Regions from separate parts of the Mus musculus genome. Here region 2 is linked to region 1. Evidence: chromatin contacts called from public HiChIP or PLAC-seq data. All regions are on one chromosome and are shown on one strand. Each heading gives the region's core, a stretch centred on a gene start, on an enhancer-like site or on the middle of the called end of the contact. The rest is flanking DNA. Distances are from core to core; before and after follow the strand shown.

The links. HiChIP or PLAC-seq counts read pairs in DNA pulled down with a chosen protein or histone mark.
Region 2: a PDX1 HiChIP or PLAC-seq map of a beta-TC-6 cell line shows a contact between it and region 1, with 5 times the contacts expected there. The contact joins two enhancer-like sites. A contact is called at or near these places in 1 of 484 Hi-C or Micro-C datasets (liver) and 2 of 115 datasets of contacts at active chromatin or transcription factors (a beta-TC-6 cell line and double positive thymocytes).

What each region holds. Positions count from the first base shown.
Region 1 is chr12:15,846,572-15,853,426 of GRCm38.p6, forward strand. All of the region lies in intron 2 of Gm5432 (a long non-coding RNA gene), which reads left to right. Among named protein-coding and RNA genes, the nearest start is that of Gm5432, 33 kb to the left of the region's middle. Within about 2 kb of position 4,075, at least 73 of the 459 cell types and tissues checked have an H3K27ac peak or open chromatin away from gene starts, as enhancers often do.
Region 2 is chr12:16,038,644-16,045,498 of GRCm38.p6, forward strand. No RefSeq gene overlaps it. Among named protein-coding and RNA genes, the nearest start is that of Gm36235, 27 kb to the left of the region's middle. Within about 2 kb of position 2,753, at least 24 of the 459 cell types and tissues checked have an H3K27ac peak or open chromatin away from gene starts, as enhancers often do.

The sequences.
Region 1 (6,855 bases), core at 2,825-5,324:
TCTGGAATTGTAACAAATGCCTTCCTTCTTAAGCCACTTTCGGTCCTGATGTGTTGTCATGGATCCCAGAAAATACCTAATGCCTTGGACAACTCTAGCTGAGATAGGTTCTGAGACAGAGACTGGGGTTCTCAGCAACAAGCTCAGAGGCAGCTTTGCAGTTGAGCAGTGGAATGGTAGAGGATGGAAGAATCCCGAGGCACAAAACAGAAAGAAAAGCTTACATTGCCTGGAAGGGACAGTTGAGACAAACAATTGCAATAGGCCAATGGTTCTTAACCTTCCTAATGCTGTGACTCTTTAATACAGTTCCTCATGCTGTGGTGACCCCAACCATAAAATTATTAACATTGCTACTTTATAGCTAATTTTGCTACTTCTATGAATCATAATGTAAATAACTAATATGCAGGATATTGGATATGTGACACCCAAAGGGGTTTCTACCCACAGGTTGAGAACCACTTTGTAGGATATCCTGGTAAGGCTTCAAATGGAGACAGAGGGGAGATTGGAACGGTGTTGCCCAAGCCCACAGGTCCAGCAGAAGCTGATCAAGGCCAGAAAGACATACTATGAGAGACTCTGGAAGGAGCCATGCCATGCCAATATCTTATCCTTGAACTTCTAGCTCACAGAACTGCAAAGAGAATAAATTTCACATAATAAAAATTTGGTAACAGCAAAACATTTCTAATGTGTAACCACCAAAAATTAATTTAAAATCAAACACAGAATGTACCTAGATACTTTAGGCAGTGTTAGCCTGGGTTCCTTTGCATAACTTGGCTATAGACTCATCTGTGACTGCACCATGCACATTTTTCACTGTGAATGCTATCACATTGATTGTGAACATTTGATCAGGCTTCCAATGCAGTGTGATCACTGTGTTTATGAACTAACACCTAAATATACATATACGAGCCATCTACTCATGGTACTGAGAATGTGAAATCACACACAAGTAGAGGTGACAAAGTGGAGCTCTGCTATGGGAAATGTTCTGTACGATATCTGAGGTAGATACAGCCATGCACTACATAACAACATTTTGGTAGGGATGGACACATGCATGCATGCATGGCAAACCCACAAGATAATGTTACCTAGAGACATTGCACCTACTTTAGCTTGTGTAAATAGACTCCTGTGTGCTCTCATAATTACAAATATCACCTACTGGTGCACTTTTCAAAATATTTGACACATGACTGTAGTGCTAGACACATTTTCTAGGCAAATGGAACCTAACACAAAATTATCTACAGTGATTTAGTAAAGCATGACAGAAATAGCCCTTGAACCCTGGACTGTTTTCATCCAAAGTCCATTTCCATAGTCACTTTGCTACTCTGTCCTTTCGTGAATGTTGTAGGTGCTTCATAAATGAATTCCTTATTGAGTGAAAGATGTTGTCGTTGGCACACTCTCATGCATAACTCACGCTTGAGTTTTAGCACTGGATTTTATACGCCTATCGTTCACATGTAAATATTAGAATAGGAAACCTCTAGCATGTTCTCATTCTGCCTCTGTGTTCCCAGCATGTGTTTAAATAGTCCAGTTCCATGAACCGATCATTTGAAGAATATGAAATCATTTACATTATTTCCTCTCTCAGACGCTCACACGGAACAGAATGTGCTTCACTGGTGCAGACAAGCTCTGCCTCAAAGATCAAGGCTTTCACTCATTCTAGTTACACTTTCCCATCCTTCCTACCTAGGGTTTGAAAACTTAAAAAAAAAATAGGGCTAAACAGAAATGAACAGAAAAAGAAAAAAACACAGGAAGGAATGTGGGGGTAAAATCAACCATCCTGGCACAAGAGACCTACAAACAGCTAAAAAAAAAAGGCTGGTTATAGCATCTCTGACCATGGCATCCAGTGCTGTATTGCCCACTTTTAACCCCAGTACTGGGGAGGCACAGGCAGAAGGATATCTGAATTAGAAGCCATCTTGGCTTTAGGCCAACCAGGTCTACAGAGTGAGACCCTGTCTCCACCACCACTACCACCATCACCACCACCACCACCACCACCACAACCATCACCACCACCACCACCGCTGCCGCTGCCGCCGCCACCACCACCACCACCACCACCACTTCCTGCCACTATCTGGTCAAGGTAATGGAATTCCTGGCTTCCTGGCTTGGCTAGAGCTCTAACATTCCAGCTGGGCCACATCAATCACTCTGGCTAAGGAACTACTCCTGGATGAATTCACCTTAAGCCAAGCTAAAGAGACTGGTGGAATAATTTGTTCTTTAATGACATATAGTATTTTTTCATTCTGAGATTCATTCCTCCCTCCCCCAGTGCAGAAACTTATGGGCTGTTCAGGGATGGAGGGTGTTGAGTCTATTCACTTTTCAGAAAAGTGAGACTTTTCACTTTTCTTTTTTGCCCTTCTATGTCCTTTCTAAGCATGCTTCCCTTACCAGTTGGAGTTCCCTGATCCATCAACAGTTTGGCTTCCTTGCTCTTCCCTCTGTCCTGTGGCTATGCCTGCCGTCTGCTGACCTCTATGTCAGCCTACCAGGATGGCTACTTACCTCCTCTCCTCTATTATCCTCCTCTGGCCAGCAGCTGAAGCTTACATCTTGTATCTCCTAGGGCTTTTAGACTATAATAAAATTGTTCTTGAATTTGAGTCCATTCTAACATTCTTTTACTAATTTATTAATAATAAAGTATTTATTTAAACAATTTAAATTCAATGATATAATAAAATAATATTTTAATAATTTAATGTTTTATTAACAATAAATAATTTAATAATAAAAATGATAAAATAAGATGTCTTAAATAAAATAATTTATTAATAAACAATATTTATTTATTTATTTATAAGACTGAGAACTTAGGGAAACCTAATTTTTTTTTTTTGCACCAGTGTCTGAGAGGAAGAAAGGAAGGAAGGAAGGAAGGAAGGAAGGGAGGAAGGAAGGAAGGAAGGAAGGAAGGAAAGAAAGAAAGAAAGAAAGAAAGAAAGAGAGAGAGAGAGAGAAAGAAAGAGAGAGAGAAAGAGAGAAAGAAAGAGAGAAAGAAAGAGACAAAGACAACCAAAAGAAGAAGAAAAGCTAGTCTCTGGCTATGACATGTCTGACCCTCCATTCTCCAACTGTGCTCTCAGTGTATGAAGCCCACAGACAGAGACTGGTAGATGTGATCCTGTGTCGGGATTAGAAGCCCAGGGCTGAGGCTAAGTAGGTATAAGCATCCAGGAAGGGAGTAGGTGGTGGCTACTGAAGGTAGAAGCTGAGCCTGCTAATCTGAACTCAAGTTGCTGACCCACAGGAGTTCACTAAGAATTGGAGCCAAAAGGGGATGAAGCCAAAAGGGATTGTGAAACCTGGAAAGAAAGCTGGATAGAAGCAAGAGTCATGCAGGCAGGCACACCGGAGACTGCCTGGAATGATTCCAGAGGCAGAATGTGGGGACAGGGGTGTTGTTTCAAGCTGTCACCACATGCAGGAATGCTGGGTGTATGTCAGGAGATGGAGCAAAGTGGACAGGAGACATGACTGGCTCAATGCCTGTTCTCGACCATTCTATTAGCCTCCTGGGGCCCAGGCAAGGAGGACCTTCTCAGGAACTGCCTGGAAGCCAGCTCTCCTCCTGCGTGGCCCTCTCCTTGTCCAAATGGCTTCAGCAGAAGTGCTGGCAATGAGTTCAGAGCTCAGAATAGAGACAGAGATGGAGAGCCCTCTTAGGGCCAAGGCTTGAGTAAATAGGAAGGAAGGCATTTTATACTTTCAGGATATGGTCTATTTGGAAAAGAGGCTTGTATTCCAGAGGAAGTAGCTCAACCTGCCCCTCTGAGAGTCCCAGACTCACCTGTCTATTATGCCAGCCCTAGTGATTAGAATTCCAGCTAGTTCTGTCAAGGCCGTGGTGTTCACTTAGTTAGAGAGGGTGAAGCTGGCCTGTCTCCGTATCCAGATGTATGCATGAGCTTGTCCCCTTCTGTCTGAATACAAAACCACAGTGCTCCCTGAGCAGCTGGCTTCCCATGGCAGGCGCTGAGAGAGCAGTAACTCATTTAGAGCTGAGCCAGCACTGGCAGGCGCTCACGTTCACTGGACCAGCTCTGACGTCTGCATGGTCTTTCTTCACCCTTTCCCTCTGTCCCTGTACCACTGGCTGTTTAAACTGCAATACACACTCGAAAACCCTAGTAAGTGGCAGTTAGCATGACTCACTCATTCAATAAACAAACACTCGCTAAGCACCTAGTATGTGCAGATGCTGGGCTGAGTACTGGCAGTCCATGTGGGAGTGAGGCATGCTTACAGGTCTCAGGAATGCAGAAGAGTGGGGCAGAGATACAACACAAATACAGTTGGCCCTCACAATTCACAGTTGGAAGCTGCAGATTTACCAGCACACAAGATTTGGGGGGGGGGGGGGTTTCTTCTGCACTGAACATGTATAGACCATGTTCTTCTTATTTTTTTAAACAATATAACAATCACTTTTAAAGCATTTGCAGCATTTGTACAGGATTGGGCTTAATGATTTGAGGCATACAGGGGGGATTTGTGCATAGTTTATGTGCAATATGTCATTATTTTATAGAAGAGAACTGAATAGCCACTTGGTAAGGAGGAGAACCAGAGAGAGGAGAGAGAGACAGAGAGACAAAGAGAGACAGGGACAGACAGAGAGACAAAGAGAGGAGATTGATTCATGAACTAGTTGTAGAAAAACAGTGTCCAAGTTGGTTAGTGCAACAGAAAACTTTCTGCACCAGAAGTCCAGGGGGACCAAAGGACCTGAGTAGGAAGAAGCCTCTGAAAGAAACAGGCTTGAACAGGTCAGGTACCTCAGTATTTGCAGTACATAATGGGAGAGATTAGGATGGCTTCTAGGGAAGGACAGTTCCAGGTCACCATGGGTCACAATATGTGAGGTGGATGCTCAGTTGTTTTCGATAAGGAATTTGTTTCTTTTTATTTTGTATATGATTGTGACTATGCTTATTATTTCAGAAATCACACTTGGGCCATACCAGAGAATTATACTCTCTGAGTGGTGAAAGAGGTGATCAGGGAAATTACAAAGTAAATAAGATCCACCCAGGCCACCATACTTTAGATGTGCTGAGGCAAAGCCTTGCTCAGGTGCCTTCAGGCTTTGGAGAGAGGCACAAGTCATAAGGAACCTGGTGGTAGAGCAAGGGACTGGTGGAGCAAAGCTAGGCAGCTTGCACATGGGTTCATGTTTGTGAGTGAGGATGCACTTAGTAGGTCTGGAACCTCCAGGTAACTTAGTACTCAACGCACTAATCGCCCACCCACTAGAGAACCCACTATGTGGTTATTCATAATGGGCTCTGTAAATTCCTTATTGAAAACACTTCATTCAAAAGAGGACATTTCCAGGCTACACTAGCCATTGACTAGAAGTCAGGGCAGGAACTCCTGCAGCTTGTCACATTACGTTCACAGTCAAGGTCAGAGAGAAATGTCTCTCTAGTTCAGGGCCTGAAGCTAGATCATGTTGACACCCACTTTCAGGCTGGGTCTTCTCATCGATTAAGGCAAGCAAGACAATCACCCATTAAGGCTTTTTTCTCAGAACTCTGTACAACCCTTGCCCCAAAACTCCCTGACCCGTGCATGTTTTCCTGGGCAGCTGGAAGATGACTTTGAACTTCTGATCTCCTGCTTCAGCATCCCCTCCCCCAAGATGGTTTATGTGGCACTAGAATCCAATGCAGGGCTTAATGCACACTGCACGGGTACTCTACCAACTGAGCTCATCCCCGGCTCAAATTGCTCCTTTCTATAAGAACTCCATCCTTATGGGATTAGGACCAAGTCTAATCAAATCATATAAACTTGATTACCCTTTTGAGGACCCTATCTTCACATAAGAGCACAGACTCTGGTAAACTACAGGCTAAGATCCCAAGCATGAGCTAAGGGCACCCATCCAACTCATCCACAAATATATTTCTACTGCTCTTTGTAACTAGTACTGAAGCTTAAGGACTGGCCTCTGTGAAGTTCCTATCATATTAACCTTTCCTAAACACTGGCCCATTGCACTAGCTGATGGGGTTCCTAAATAGAACCCAGTGGCAGCTACTTTTGTGATGCATGTAGTCTACACATTACTCATTGCATTCCTGTTCCTATCATGGATGGCAAAAGTTGGACTAAGCCCCTTAAAGCCCTTTCAGGATTCTGAGATAGTATTTGTCTGCAGGGAAAGAGTGAAAGGCTTCTTTGGCTTCCCCATTGTTCTCAAGAAAATGCAAGTCTGCCACCCTCCCTGAAAGATCTGCATGTATTGAATTAGTAACAGGATCCTGGAGCGCCGGCTGTCTTTTTGTATTCATAGCTTCTCAGAGTTGGAGGTACAGTACAGCACAGGAGGAGGAGGTAAGAGGAGGACAGGGGATTGTGTAATTCCCGCAGGAAGAAAGCCAAGAAGGAAAGAGAAAAATGTAAGAGGGATCCGCCTGAATACAGGCTGCTGTGGATTGATGGCATAAATTCTGAACTGCCCTGAAATGGTCATGAAGCATAGGACTTGGGGAGCTGTTGCCTTTTGCAGTTTGGCTGGAGGCATGTGCTAGACTCCATAAATTCATGAGCCAGACTCCATAAATTATCAGTTGTGTTGAAACACAGATCCCTGGCTTGAGAGGTTCCTTAAGAGTTGTGCACTTACAGATGGGCTGAGGTCCTACTCTGTGGGGCTCAGAACCCACCAAGGACCAAGGACTTGGAGTCTACCAGGAGATCATTTGTACAGAGAAAGCAGACAATGAAGGGCAAGTTCAGGCCAGGCTTCAGAGCAGTGGTGGATGCAGGGAAGAGCTTGGAGTTCCTCGA
Region 2 (6,855 bases), core at 1,503-4,002, 190 kb after region 1:
ATGAGTGAGGGTGGAAATGGAGGAGGGAAAATGAAAAATGAGCTGAGTGCAGTCTGTGATAATAGAAGATAGATAAATACTCAACACACATACACACAAGTGCATATATACATACACACGTACATGCACACATACAACACACACACACACACACACATGACTGAGTGTCAAAAGAATACAAAAATCCACATGAAGGCAACCTAATGGACAAAGCAGAGTGATGAGGGCCAAGGTAATAATAAATATAAAGGATGATGCCCTCCAGGTCCATCCATTTGGCTAGGAATTTCATAAATTCATTCTTTTTAATAGCTGAGTAGTAAGTACTCCATTGTGTAGATGTACCACATTTTCTGTATCCATTCCTCTGTTGAGGGGCATCTGGGTTCTTTCCAGCTTCTGGCTATTATAAATAAGGCTTCTATGAACATAGTGGAGCATGTGTCCTTCTTACCAGTTGGGGCATCTTCTGGATATATGCCCAGGAGAGGTATTGCTGGATCCTCCGGTAGTACTATGTCCAATTTTCTGAGGAACCGCCAGACTGATTTCCAGAGTGGTTGTACAAGCCTGCAATCCCACCAACAATGGAGGAGTGTTCCTCTTTCTCCACATCCTCGCCAGCATCTGCTGTCACCTGAATTTTTGATCTTAGACATTCTGACTGGTGTGAGGTGGAATCTCAGGGTAACACATTCACAAAGGAACTCACACAATATGTACTCACTGATAAGTGGATATTAGCCCAAAACCTAGGATACCCAAGATATAAGATACAATTTCCTAAACACATGAAACTCAAGAAAAATGAAGACTGAAGTGTGGACACTATACCCCTCCTTAGAAGTGGGAACAAAACACCCTTGGAAGGAGTTACAGAGACAAAGTTTGGAGCTGAGATGAAAGGATGGACCATGTAGAGACTGCCTTATCCAGGGATCCACCCCATAATCAGCATCCAAACGCTGACGCCATTGCATACACTAGCAAGATTTTATCGAAAGGACCCAGATGTAGCTGTCTCTTGTGAGACTATGCCGGGGCCTAGCAAACACAGAAGTGGATACCCACAGTCAGCTAATGGATGGATCACAGGGCTCCCAATGGAGGAGCTAGAGAAAGTACCCAAGGAGCTAAAGGGATCCGCAACCCTATAGGTGGAACAACATTATGAACTAACCAGTACCCCGGAGCTCTTGACTCTAGCTGCATATGTATCAAAGGATGGCCTAGTCGGCCATCACTGGAAAGAGAGGCCCATTGGACACACAAACTTTATATGCCCCAGAACAGGGGAACGCCAGGGCCAAAAAGGGGGAGTGGGCGGGTAGGGGAGTGGGGGTGGGTGGGTATGGGGGACTTTTGGTATAGCATTGGAAATGTAAATGAGCTAAATACCTAATAAAAAATGGAAAGAAAAAAAAATAAATATAAAGGAAACTCACTGATAGATTTTAAAAATTCACTAAATAAATTAATGGTAGAGAGAAAAAAAAGCAAACATCTCCTTAGCATTTATGAATGGCTAAGTCATGAACAGTAGAGCCTAATACTCTTCACTGGAAAAATAAAAGTGATTAGTACTATAATCAGAACCTTCCTTCATATATAAAAGTGGAATAAGTTAGGCAGGTTACATTTTTCCATTTTCAATGCAAGGTACTTGTTCTGTCCCCACTCCATAATATGTATATGTATAGACTTGCTCTGTCCTGTAGGTAAGTTTCCACTCCTCTTCCAGTCTGTTAGAGTAGATCCTCATTCCTATCATGTGCTCTGTGACTGGATTTTATACACTTGAACTATAACTGGATTATATATACCTATATATATAATATGTATATATAACATGTATATGTGTACATATACAATGTGTGTATACATATATATTACAATTTTATTAGATTTGTTCTTTGAAAATTTCACACACATGTATAAGCCTTCTGATTATGCTCCCCCCAATTCCATCTCAGCCCTGTCGGCATCCTTTTCCCCTGGGATTACATCGGTTTGTTTTGTTTTAATGGCCTGTTGAGTTCTACCAGGGATAGCTACATGGCCACAGGCATGGGCCTATCCAGTGGATCCTGGTGAGCTCACTAGCCCACGCTTGTTCCTAGAAGCACCAACACCATGCTGACTTTCAATGCCACCCAGTACTGAGGAATACCAGAGAGTCCCATTTCAAGAGGTCAGGATTATCCTCATGAAGGCTTCCTCCTAGATCTCTTTTGTCCCATAACAATAACTTTAACAGTTGCCCTTGTCTCAGAGCTAGCTTTAGAAAAAGAGGAGATCATCCAGTAGGAATCATGCTTGTGACTTGGATGTGTATGATAAATTCGGCTTCGTTTCCATCTATTTTCTTGTGGAAAGTGTGCTGTGTGTACATTGCCCTTTGAGATGTGTGTGTGTGTGTGTGTGTGTGTGTGTGTGTGTGTGTGTGTATGTGTGTGTGTGTGTGTGTGTGTGTGTGTGTGTGTGTGCTGTGTGTGTGTGTGTGTGTACTTTCTGTGCCAAGTACAGTTGGATGACAAGCACAGGACTGGATGAGGGTGGAATTTGCAGCTGGGCCATGTGCTCTGGATATTCACAGGGACCCCCAGGATGGACATCAAGTTTTTTTCGTTCTTTCATGTAAACACAAAGCAGCTCCTGTCTCATTTGGAGAGCCCATATGGAGTCTGCACGACACATGGCTCAAACCTACTTCCTTTATGCTGAGCATGTGATGATGCAGCTGAACAGCCTCACATTTACAGAGGATTTCACGCATGACAAACTGCACTCTAATCAGCTTCCGTGGCCTCACCCTGTTCCCCTTCCCTGCCCATCTGTCCCTTGGAACACAAGACCAAGGATCAGAGGATGTCATTCATATTTGTAAGTCAAGAAAGTGAAGACTTATAAGGGGTCAATTCAAGCCCAGAGGTGGATAAGTGCTAAGTAGATAAACACCTGTATAACCCCACTGAAGTGGTGGCTTTATTGTCAGGGACAGGGCTCCCGTTCCTAAGCATGGAACCTTTTCCACCACGTGTCATTACATAGAGACCCTGTTCAAGGACAATTGATGGGATCATCAAGCTTTGAAGAGCTTCTTCTTCCTCACTCTCTGAAGACACCATGAGCATACCCCATGCCCTGTGTTCACCAGGATCTGTCTCATCTTCACTGTAGCGCTGCCTGCATGCTTCTAGTGCTCTACACAGCACATGCAGCTTCTGTTTTGGGTCTTCTCAGGGTGCTGGGGTGCAAGAAGGTTCAACACACAAGTATAAAGTAAGTAAGCAGAAAGACAAGGGTAGGAAATAGATGGAAAGCAATGTATAGGGATGTGTCCGAACCACCTATCATGTGCCCTGGCCTCAGCCCTTTACAGCTACTCTATGGTAGTTCCTGAAGTCAGTACTTCAGTTCCCATGAAGGAAACCACATTCAGGAGAGTTAAGTCATTTCCTCCAATTCATCGAACCAGAGAATGTCAGAATTGAGATTTGAGCCCACACTAAGCATTTTCATTACTGGTGCTACCAATAGAAGATCCCAGGTGGATTAATAATTTTCTTGGGGCTCTAGATCCTTAACAATCCGTACTCTATTTTCCTCACCTGAGAAGAGCAGAATGAAAATTTTCCAGTGAGCATTCCCTATATGCAAAGAATAGTCAAATCTATTTTCATTGGCTTTCTACCCATTTTTTTTAAATCAAGAACAACGGAATATTTTCCACTTGAATATAAATAGATGTCTCAATTGTAAAGGTGCCTAGAGCTCAGAGTTACTTAACTTCCAGTTTAGGTATCCACCCTGCATTGCACAATCATCAAATGGGATATGGTGCAATTTTTTTTAATAGACTAAGCAAAACAAGTATTGAGTAACTAGAATCTCTCTTTATCCTTGTATGTGCCTATCAACCTTGCAGGAAAAGACAAGGCTCTTGACAGTAGCTCAGAAAGATCCCCAAAGTGTAGGAATGCATGAGGCTATGTCATGTTGCAATAGCTTGGGCAGGGAGAAATGAACAGTAAATAGACTGCTAGGACTTCCACTGTGCCTTCTGCTCTCTCTGTTTGGAGGTAGCAGCAGCTCCTTGCTGCTGAGACAAGAGCCAAATAAATACCTCTGGTACATCCCTCTATTTACTCTTCAGACAGCTGAGCCTGCTAAAAGTGTGGGGATTGCTTCCCAACATGGATTTTTCTGCTGAATAAAATACACAACATTACAAGAAATTGGAAAAAAATTAAAAATTTCTGTTGTCCTGATTCTTCTAACAGGGAGTTTCTCTGCTTGGCTGCTCCCTTCCAGGGTTCCTTCTCAGTGATAAGTGGTTTAACCTGTGGGACAAAATGAAGAAGGCACCATGGGCTGAGGGAGGCATCCTCTTTGATTAGAAACTAGATCTCTCAATTACTGGCTGAGTTGCTGTCTAAGGGGCTTGGGAGAGGGCTCAGCAGTGTTACTCTTCCAGCTGACCCAAGTTCCGTTCCTAGTACCCTAGAGGGCTGCTCACAGCCTCCTGAAATCCAGTTCCAAAGAGTCGGATGCCATTTTGGGACTTTCACGGCACCCAAGTACACTTATACTCACTAGTAAAATAAAAGTGAAATTTAAAAAATTATTTATATAAAAATCCCCCTAGAGCAATCAACAGCTCCCTTGTACTTTACAGTGAAGTGTGTATCCTAAAAAAGTTTCCAGACCTCTTGAAAGTCTCCTGCACAGGTTCTACACCTGGGACTCAACTCCAATCTGTATGACATGGAATCCACTAGGTTTTCCTGTTATTGTCCATCTACTGTGGTCTGCATTTACCACCACATCAAAGCATCTTGCTTCGCTGTGCAATTTAAATTAATATTTTATATAAGTAATTCAACCATTAGTAGACATGTCACTATGTGCTCTAAAACACTAAAATTGGCAGCAAATGTAAATTTCATCTTGCAAAAAAAAAAATTCAAGGCTGTAACTGTTTTCTGTAATCATTCTACATTTTGCTAGATATGAAATCTAGTTCTGATCAGGAAGGACTTGATATCTCTGTGCCCTGGAAAATTCCAGAAGGTTGTTTGCATTTCACATTCTTAACTAGTACCCATTATTTTAGGGGGTTGGAGAGAAGCCATACAGGCCTCCAGTGTTTATTCTCCACCATCTTAACCATCCCCCGGTGGGCCCTGATACCCTCCCAGGTCCTACTTATCTCTTCTGAGAGGTTACTTTTGTGAACCGCCTCGTCAGGTCTGGCTTGATTCGGCAGCCATGGTTCTCCTCGAGAGAAAGAAAATGGGAGCCCAAGCAGACCGTTTGTTTATCAGGGTCATCGCAGCTGGGCTTTCCAGGACCAAGCTTGCCTGTCACTGGGGCCCATGCTTAGAGCAGATCAGCTGCATTCATTCCCAAGTAAGGATTTCAGCAGACCAGAGGGCATGGGGGTGGCAGGAATTACTGTGGTATGGTTATGAATGGGTGGTGGCTAGCATGACTACACAAGGACTTCATGAGTGTAATCATGATGCCAGTAACCAGTGAGCAGATGCATGTGTGCCCATCATGGTTCTTCAAAACAGCATCTATGTCTATAGTGTGAGTTTACTTCAAGGAATCAGTCACAGTGATTGTAGAGGCTTAGTGACTCCAAAGTAGGTGGGAGGCCAGCATGCTAAAAGCCAAGGGCATCCGCAGCTAAAGTCTGAAGCAATCTGTTGATAAATCCTTTTGCTGGGAGAAGGGTGGTCAAGACTTTTTTCTACTCTTATGAAATCCACTCACATACGGAAGCAATCATCATAATTCAGTGATTTAAAACAAATCTCACCCTAAACCATGTCAGATAGCCATTCGAAATAATTGTCAGCAGCATCTCTGAATGCCATGACCCAGACAGGCTGACACAAAATCAACCATCGTGACATTCTTGCATAAGCAGGCACTGGAAGCAGTGGCAGAGCCTGGCTACTTCTCCAAAGCTTCTCCATGGAGTATTTTCACCCAGTTTCTAAACCTCCAGTTACTCTGAGAAAGCGCAATGTCTAAACGACCAAGGGAAACAACAACAACAACAACAACAACAACAACAAAAAGAATGCCTACTTTTGCAACATAAGGATTAATTTGTTTGAGAAACATTAAGTGACAAGGCATTCATCTCCAAAGACTCACAAGATGACTCAACTCCTTTTACTGTCTCAGATAACTGACTTTAGTATCCTGGAAGAAAACAAACTGGTTCTAGAAAGCTTATAGTGTTGCTACTTAAGCTATTATAATGGCAAAAGGTGTTAAGAGATGTTCATTAGGTTTTCCATCCAATTGACTTGGTTCATTTTCACCTGGGTGTTAGGCTGCTGACTTCACTAAGAAGGATTAAAGGAAGCAGCCACAAGAAATGTGCCCTTATGTTAAGGTGGGATGCCAATAGACAGTCACATCTACATCATTGCCCCCCTTATGAAGACCTTGAGGGAATAGTATTTGATTCAGAAAACAAAACAGTTGTATTTCTGTTCAGTTAGTGGCTCCCTTTTTGCCTTAATGATATAATTAATTTTGAAATCTGTGTGTGTATATACACACTAGAGAGACATACAGAACATATATATATATATATATATATATATATATATATATATATGTATATATGTATAACATATGTATATGTATATATGTATATATATATATATGTATATATGTATAACATATATATGTATATATATATATATACACATTTCTTTTGATATATAGGAAGAAAAGAAACCAAGGTGACTATGACAAAAACACCCTCAACTAAGCTTACAGGACTAGGTGCTTTCATGTATATTTACTATACTTTACTGTGTCTGTCTG